Regions from separate parts of the Canis lupus genome. Here region 2 is linked to region 1. A link is a contact called in public Hi-C data. All regions are on one chromosome and are shown on one strand. The core of a region is the stretch at or near the end of the contact, and the rest is flanking DNA. Distances in the headings are between cores, read along the strand shown.

Evidence for each region. Hi-C and Micro-C count contacts between places; a contact is called where the count stands out from the background.
Region 2: a contact with region 1 is called in a Hi-C map of skin fibroblasts, with 2.6 times the contacts expected there. The contact joins the enhancer-like site here to the promoter of ATP2B4 in region 1. A contact is called at or near these places in 2 of 9 Hi-C or Micro-C datasets (amygdala and skin fibroblasts).

What each region holds. Positions count from the first base shown.
Region 1 is chr38:916,085-920,172 of UU_Cfam_GSD_1.0, reverse strand. It overlaps ATP2B4 (plasma membrane calcium-transporting ATPase 4), which reads right to left and starts at 2,034. Exons shown (of 22, transcript XM_038585953.1): 1 at 1,523-2,034.
Region 2 is chr38:969,703-973,664 of UU_Cfam_GSD_1.0, reverse strand. The region is part of intron 2 of ATP2B4 (plasma membrane calcium-transporting ATPase 4); the gene reads right to left. Among named protein-coding and RNA genes, the nearest start is that of ATP2B4, 54 kb to the right of the region's middle. Within about 2 kb of position 1,459, at least 7 of the 20 cell types and tissues checked have an H3K27ac peak or open chromatin away from gene starts, as enhancers often do.

The DNA.
Region 1 (4,088 bases), core at 785-3,284:
GCCCCGGGCTCGCCAAGCCCCGGGGCTACGGCCTCCCCAGGCCCTGCTCCGCCTCCACCTTCCCCAGGCGGCCTTCGCCGCGTCCTGACCCCTGGGCCCCCTCCACGGCCTGTCCCAGCCTAGAAGCACCCCAGGGTCTTCCCTTCCTTCCCGGGAGAGGGGGCGGGCGCCGAGGGCGCTGGAGGGGGCCGCGGACGAGGAAGGGCAGGAAGGGGCAGCCCCGGGGAGGAGCTCCGGGAGCGCGGGCGGGGTCCTGCAGCCTCGGTCCAGACCCCCCCGCGGAGACGGCGCTGCAGCCGGGGCGCGGCCCCTCCCCCGCCGCGGCAGCTGCGCGCCCGCGACTTCTCCATCCGCCACCCCCGCAGGCCAGCGGGCGCCGACTCCGCGTCTGCACGTCGCCGTGGGCCCGGCGGGGGTGCCCGGGAGGCGCCTGCGGCCCCCCGCGCCCCCTCCCGCGCGCCCCCTCCCCGCGCGCCCCCCCCCGCGCCCCCTCCCCGCGCGGCCGCAGCCCGGAGCCCGCCCAGTGCGCGGGCAGGACCGGCCACCCCGGCCTCCCTCCCAGCGCTGCGACCGCGCAGAGCCCCGCGGAGCCTCCCCGGGACACCGGGGGCCGACCCCAGCCTCCCTCCCAGCGCTGCCCGGCCCCGCACCGCAAACTTTCCAAGTCGCCTCCTGCTCTTTGCTCCCCTTTGGGACCGGGGATGGTGGGGCGGTGCCCCAGGGACACTCCTACAGTTGGTTCTCGACGCTCGGCCCACACTCGGCAGCCGCGGGGCGAGGGAACTCCCAGCTCCTTCCACCGCTAATTATAGACGTGAAAGCTTGGGGACGTTTTGCAAGCGGCAGAGAAACTGCTGAGGTTTCTCTACAAAGCTACAGAAATTTAATTTGTGCGCTCCCCTCCCCACCCCTCCACCTCTCCCACCTCCGCCCACCCCCCAGCCAGTCCCCAAGGCAGCCCCTCCCTCCCGTTGAAAATTTCTTACTCGGTTCTTTTTTTTTTTTTTTTTCCATCTCTCTTTGGGGCTTTGGAGAAAGGGAACAGACGCGGAAAATATTTTTGCAACAGTTTTCCATTCTGCGTCTCATTCCCCAGCCAAGGGGGAGGGGGAGGGGGAGGGCAGGAGCGGATGGGGGGTGGTGGAATGAATGCTTTTTCCAAAAGCTCAGTTTGGGTGTGAAAAAGACAGACTCTCCATCGCCCTACCCCCAAGGCCCAGGAATGACAAAAGAAAAAAAAAACAAAACAGAACAAACAAAACAAAAAACAAAACCCAAGAACCTGGGAAAGGAGGAAAAAAAAAAATCACTTGTTTGATCATACGGCCTCTCAGAAGGGAATCTAGGAAATACGGTGTTCGACCAATCTGGGCGCGCACACACATAACACACGCACACTGCAAACCCGGTGGCAAGAAACACGCTAGAAGGGGAAATTCGGGGAGTTTTAGAAGCTATCATGAGAGCAAAGAAAGAAAGAAAGTTTGCAAACCGCGAGCCGATTCGGTCTCTGCAAGCCTACCTGCCTTTCTAGCAAAGATCCAGGCTTCTCCAGGCGGGACTCTGCGGCCGGGTCTCCATGGACCTGGTAGGATGGGGGTGACCACCCACCGGTCTCCCCAGTGGGGCAGCCACGCCAGAGATGCCGGCTTTGCGCTCCAGCCTTTCCAGCTACGGCCCGAGTGGGCCGGGTCTCCTCCCCCGGCCCTCCCAAAGGGAAGGACCTCTCGGGTTCCTGGAAGAAAACGGGTTCAGGGGAGCCGCACGGCTGTCTCTGGCTCGGTCTCCTCCGAAGGAAGGTTCCCCAGGAAGTTCGTGCCCCCCCCCGGCCGCCAGCGTTGGACTGTCTTAACAGCAGAGCTTTCTTAAGAAAATGCTTGTCATGGCAACAGCTCCAGCCAACTCGGGCCAGACTCGGGCTCAGCAGCTCTCCCGGAGGGGAGGGAGCCGGAGGGGAGGAGCAGCGCTGGGCCGGAGGTGGGGCTTGGCTCCTCGGTGAAGGTGGCCCGATTTGGAGCTACAGCGGCTCCCTGGTTTGTCTTAAGGGGGAACGAGACCTGGAGGGGAGGAATCCTTTCTCTGCTTTCCTCCCTGCCCTTGCTGTCACTTGTAGGAAGGAAAGCAGGGTGGAGGTGGATGTGGGTGGCGGTGTTCAACCGTCGCTGGGTGGAGGGAAAAAAGGAAGCTTCAGGGCTGGCGGTTGGCTTCCTGCAGCTCCTAAGGGCCTCTCAAGCTCTTACTCACTCACACACGCGGGGACCCAGGAACCCGAGGTGTCTGCAGCACTTGTGTCACGGGGCCCCCACCCTCCTGCCCCTGTCTGCATAGGGGACTCCCTGGAGAGGAGGAATTGCTTGGGATGCACACAGGTACACAGCTTTGCTTACACACAAATCGTAGTACACACCTCCTCACCCGGGCTTCGCACGCGCACTTTCCCGGGTCGTATTTTGGGCCCTCTTGCCTCAGTACTTACGGAGGCCCATCGAGGCCCATCCACCCTGCATGATGCCGGCTGCCGTCTCATGAGCCCTACTGTGTGGTCTAAAGCAGAAAAGCTTTGCGTGTTTGGCATTAGTTCCAATGCTCATGGCAATCTTGGAAGGTACTTATTATTATCCTCATTTCAGAGTTGAGGAAATTGAGAATCGGTGGCTGGCCCAAGGTTACACACTTGGTTAATGACAGTGCCGGGATGCAAAGCCAAGTCAGATGGACTCCGAAGCCTGTGAGCTTTCCTGTGCTTGTATCCTACTCTGACACACATTTCCATTTTAATTTGCCCACACTCAGACATCAGTGTGCACTTAGACACAGCCTATAAATTGTCAATCACACCTCCGCAGCTACACTCCCACCAGCAATTGTGCAAGAGTGCCACCCATAGCTTTTGCCTGGATTTTGCTTGTGGCTTTCAAGTACAAACATGCACCATCCACTGATTCACACAACAAATCTACGGTGACTGATACATTCCCACACCTACCTCAGCACACCCCTCATTCATATTCATGTGCTTCTGGAAGGCAGGTTAACATACACTTCACCCGTCAGAGTTGTCAACTGTGCAGTGAAGAAGGTGACCTACTACAACTTCAGGGGTTTGGAAAGAGGCCTCTTAGATCCTTCCATCCCAACCCAGCCCGTCACACCATTACTGCCCTGCTTTGCATCCTGTCCTCACTGTCCAGGGTGGAGAACAACATGCACACGGGGAAACAGACTTGTGAATTAGACTCCCAGGGTCTACTTTCCTTCTGCCTATTAGCATCCTCTCTAGTTTCCTAACATTTGAATTCTTTTCTCCTATTTTCCTATCCTATTGTTTCTCAGGATCTCATCCACATCTGCTTTCTTTCTTTCTGTTTTTTTTTTTTTTTTAAGATTCTTTTTATTTATTTGAGAGAAAGAGAGAGCAGATGGTGGGGGTGGGGGAAGTAGGAGCAGAGGGAGAGGGAGAAGCTGACTCCCCGCTGAGTAGGGAGTCAGACAAGGGGCTCCATCCCAGGACCTCAGGATCCTGACGTAAGCCAAAGACAGCTGCTTAACTGACTGAGCCACCCAGGCTCCCCAGCCACATCCTATTTCTGACCTCAGGAAAATTAAACAGATAAAATGCAGGGAGATTTTTTAGATCTGTTGCTCAGGGCTCAGAATTTAGAGCTCCCCAGTGTGGTCCTGGAGATTCCCTGCCACCAGCTCTTTCGGGAACCAGGTCCAAAATCGGCCTCTGCCTGTCCTGTGCCTCTTCTCTCCTGCCTGGTTGGTGGAAGGTTGCAGGGGTGTGGAGGGAACTTCAGGAGCCACCTTGTATGGTAACCATCCATAAACTTCTTGTTTATCCTCCTTGGCACTTAGAGGACACCAAGGGGGAGATTTGTTCTCACTCACTCCCTGCCCCCCTCCCAACTGCTTTGGTCCCTCTGACCCCACTCCCCAAGGCTTTTCCACGGACGAACTGCTAGCAGGGAGAGAGACCATATCTTGTTAGAGTTTGGAAGGTCCTACCGAAATGTCAGCTTCAGGAGCCCAGATCAATTGTTGGAGAAGACATGGGAATGGAAGGAAAGGCATAAGCTGAACAGAGC
Region 2 (3,962 bases), core at 210-2,709, 54 kb before region 1:
CTGTCTATCCTTCTCCACAAGGGCAGGATTTTTGTCTCTGTTCTTTAGGTGTACAGCAGTGCCTGGCACATAGTACGCATACAAATCTGTTGAATGAACTGAATGAATGAGTAATAAATCAGGTTGCTAACATTTAAGTGATAACTATGTGCCAGATGCTTTAGCAGGCACATTCGTGTCTTCTCATTCAGACACTGTAAAACCCTATGTGGCAGCTACTGTTAACCCCATTTTACATACAAGCAGACTAAGGCCCTGAGAGGTTATGTAACCACTTGGTTAGTATGCAGCAGAGTCTACACCACTCCCCAGGAAGCAGCTGGATGCCAACCTACACGTGGAGAGGGCTGGGGTGTGGAAGCAGCTACACTCCGCTGAGGCTTCATTCCAGGGGACTAACTGGTCCCTGTTTGCCTGGGGTTTGCCTGGGGTTTGCCTGGGACTTCCTGGGTTTGGGCACTGAAGCTCCTGCCTCCTGGAAACCGTAACCCCCCATGTGCCAGGCAAACAGGATGGCTGATCACCCTGCTTCCTTCGTGACAGAGCGACCCATATGCTGCTTTCTTCTGCGCCTCTGAGCAAGTTAGCCCTGTTCCCACTGTCCACAACTGGGCTGAAGTGAATTAGTCCTGTCTTTTTTCCAGTGCTTAGAGATGGTGACGCCAGGTCCCTCAGAGTCCAGCCTATGGATCTTATACTCGAGGAAAGGTCCATGATGGCCTTTTTTTGGACCCGAGCAAACCAAGCAAGACCCGTTAAGGAAAACAAAGAAGCTCAGGCCTTGCTCTTGCCTAGACGCGAACCTGCTCTCAGAGTCACACACTTACTGTGTTTTTGCCACTTTCTCTTATCTGTCTGTTCCACCTTAAGTGACCCTAAGCTCTCATGGTGGCTACCTTAGGACTGGCAGGTGGCTGTCCCAGTTCCCAGCAGGGTTCCTGGGGGCAGGGAGGGCCTGCAGTGGCTGTCAGCATAGTAGCCTTGGGAATCCTCCTCTGACATGTGGCCGGACACAGGAAAGCCATGCCAGACTGGGAGCTCAGCCAATCCCCAATTTTGGGCTTTTCATTCCATTCTTCCTGCCCTCAGAGGCTCCCAGACCCTGCTCTCTGTAGCAGTAATTTCACATAAATACTTGTCTAGCCAAAGAGAGAGTATTAGTCCCTGATCTCTGCACTTGCTTCTCAAATACACAACTTCCTGGAGAGGGAAAGGAATACTTGGCAGGGAGAGAATGCTGGAAACACAGGAAAAGGATTTCCCTTAGAAATACATTTTTTTAAAAAATGAGAGGAATCTTTGTCCCCAAGAACATGAGAGAAAAAGCCCCACCCAAATCAGGATTACTTTTGGCCCTAAGAACCAGACCGAACACATGAGCTGGGAGAGGCGGCGAGAACGTCAGGCTGTGAAGTCATCGCCCCCACCCCATGCTGGGGAGTTACACAGCCCCTGCCCAGGCTGGCAGGAGATGGAAAAGCAGCAGTGGAAAATCTGTGTCTGCTGGGAGCCTATACAGGGAACCAGGGCTTGGGAGGAGAGGCTGCAGCACAGCCCTCAGTGGCCTGGCTCCAGCAGGGAAGGGCCAGGGCCAGCCTCCCTAGGAGGCCAAGGACTGTCAGCAGAGGACCCCTTATGAGAACCAGCTCAGCCCCAGAAAGGGTGGGGCTAGGTTAGACATCACGAGGGACTTCCCAGCTGTCTGAGTTATGGTGCTTTGCCAAAGAGACAGCAGAATCTTCTCCCATACAGAGAGCACAAGGGAGAGGTTTCTCTGGGTTATTTCGAAGGCAGTCTTCCTTGGTATATGAGAACAGACATCAGAACATGTTTCAGATCCAAAAAAAGAATACTTGTCAGGTCCTACCGTAAAAGCCTTGGGTTGGGGGCTAAGGGGGAGAGGAGCTTAAAAACAATGCAGGGACCACAGGCTTTAACCAAATGCCACCTCTTGAGGAGGCAGAGCACCTTCCCTATGTCCCCCTCTCCAGCTTAACACCACTAACAGCTGGGAGATGTGCTCTCCCTCTGCTGGACTTCCAGCCCCTGGAGATAAAGCCATCTCCCCAGAGTCACGGCAAGAGGATGCCTGACTGAGGGAAGAATGGTCTTTTCGTCATTCTCGGTTCAGAAAATCCAGCAGCTCCGGCAGGGGATGTCTCTCCCTGTCTGGCCCTCTGCTCTATGCCTTTTCTGACCACTCCAAAGCTGGCACAGAGAAAGCAAGCTCCCTCATCTGCCCTCCGCAGCCCTCTGCTTGGCCACTTGCTCCTACACTGTGCGTGTGCTTCCCTCCAGTGTCATGCTCCCTGGTGCTCACACCTTGGAGCTAAATAAAAAGAGCAAAAGCCCTACTTCCAAGGGTAGACGAAACATCTGCCTCAGCCAAGGAGGGAGTGCTATCTTCCTCCCCACCCCTAGCTGATGTTCGATGCAAGGCAACAAGAAAGTTCAAAAACACAAGGGAACTTGCAAGAGTTTCTGCTGAGCTCCCAAAGGGATGCGGCACAAAGGATTCCTGGCCTGGTGCAAGGGGAGAGAGCAGACCAGGGAGGGGCCTCAGGCCCAGGAAGACTTCTTCCCTCTCCCCATCAAGCCTTCTCTGTGTACTGCCTGGCAGCATTATGCCAGCTTGCCCAGGAGCCCAGCTCTGGGCAAGGAGGCTGGAATAGAATTCGCAGAGCCTGGGGTTGGGCTGGGAAGAGAAGACCCAGAGCTGTCACACACTGTTGGCCTCATTCAGCCCTGGGCACAGAACTCAAGTCAGACAGGGAACTCCCAGGATGCAGCATGGAATTCCCTGCAGGGGGGAGGAGGAATGGAGGGGGGCACTTTCACTCTCCTCTTTCTCCATCACTGACCCTCCTCCTTCCAGCTGTTGATGCTGCTTCCGGTGGGTTTGGTGGAGGCCTTTCCCACCCCTCTATAAAGTACCAAGTATTTCTTTTATGAAGCGACTGGACTTGCCTCAAATATTCACATCGCAGCGTAGCTGCCTCCTGGCTGTTTGAGCTGGTCTGCCCACCTGCACCCTTTCACTTCCCTCCAAGATATTCTTCTGGCTTGATTCTCTCTCACATCTTAGAGTAGTGCTAATAGATCTGCCCAAAGCATGATGGGCAGAGTGCCCCAGACTGTTGATCTCTGCAGCCATGCCCACATACACTGCTTTTAGGGAGTTGGGGCAAGAGTTCAAGGTGATGGTTACAGGGCAGAGGGCTGGAGGAAAGAGAAGGATTTCACGTGGGTTCTCTAATTGACAAGCTCTTCAATTCAGATATTCTAAAACACACTACATGCTCTAAAGATAGAAGAAAATGTCAAAGAATCCAGTTGCCTTCTTCCTCTCACATCCCTCCCATCCCATATTCACTTGCCTGGTTTTTTACTACCCCCCCCAACACTAACATTCTCTAAAGCTATGGTCTCTAAGTAGAGCGCATGCATCCATCTGCTGGAGTGTGGGAGAAATACCAGAACTTTTTATATTACTTCATCCACTTTATTTTATTTTTTAAAATACTTTTTAAAAAAGATTTTACTTATTTATTTGACAGAGAAAGCAAGCACAAGCAGGGGGAGCAGCAGAGGGAGAGGGAGAAGCAGGTTCCTCACTGAGCAGAGAGCCCGACATGTGGCTTGATCCCAGGACCCTGGGATCATGACCTGAAGCCAAAAGCAGACGCCTAACCAACTGAGCCACCCAGGTGCCCCTAAAATACTTTTTAAGAAGATTTATTTATTTGAGAGAGAGACAGTGAGAGAGAGCACAAGCAGGAGGAGGGGCAGAGGGAGAGGGAGAAGTAGGCTCCCCACTGAGACGGGAACCCAATGCAGGGCTCCATCCCAGGACTCTGGGATCCTGACCTGAACTGCAGGCAGATACTTAACTGACTGAGCCACCCAGGTGCCTTATGTCATCCACTTTAATTTCTTGCCTATATTACTGTGTAAACAATACT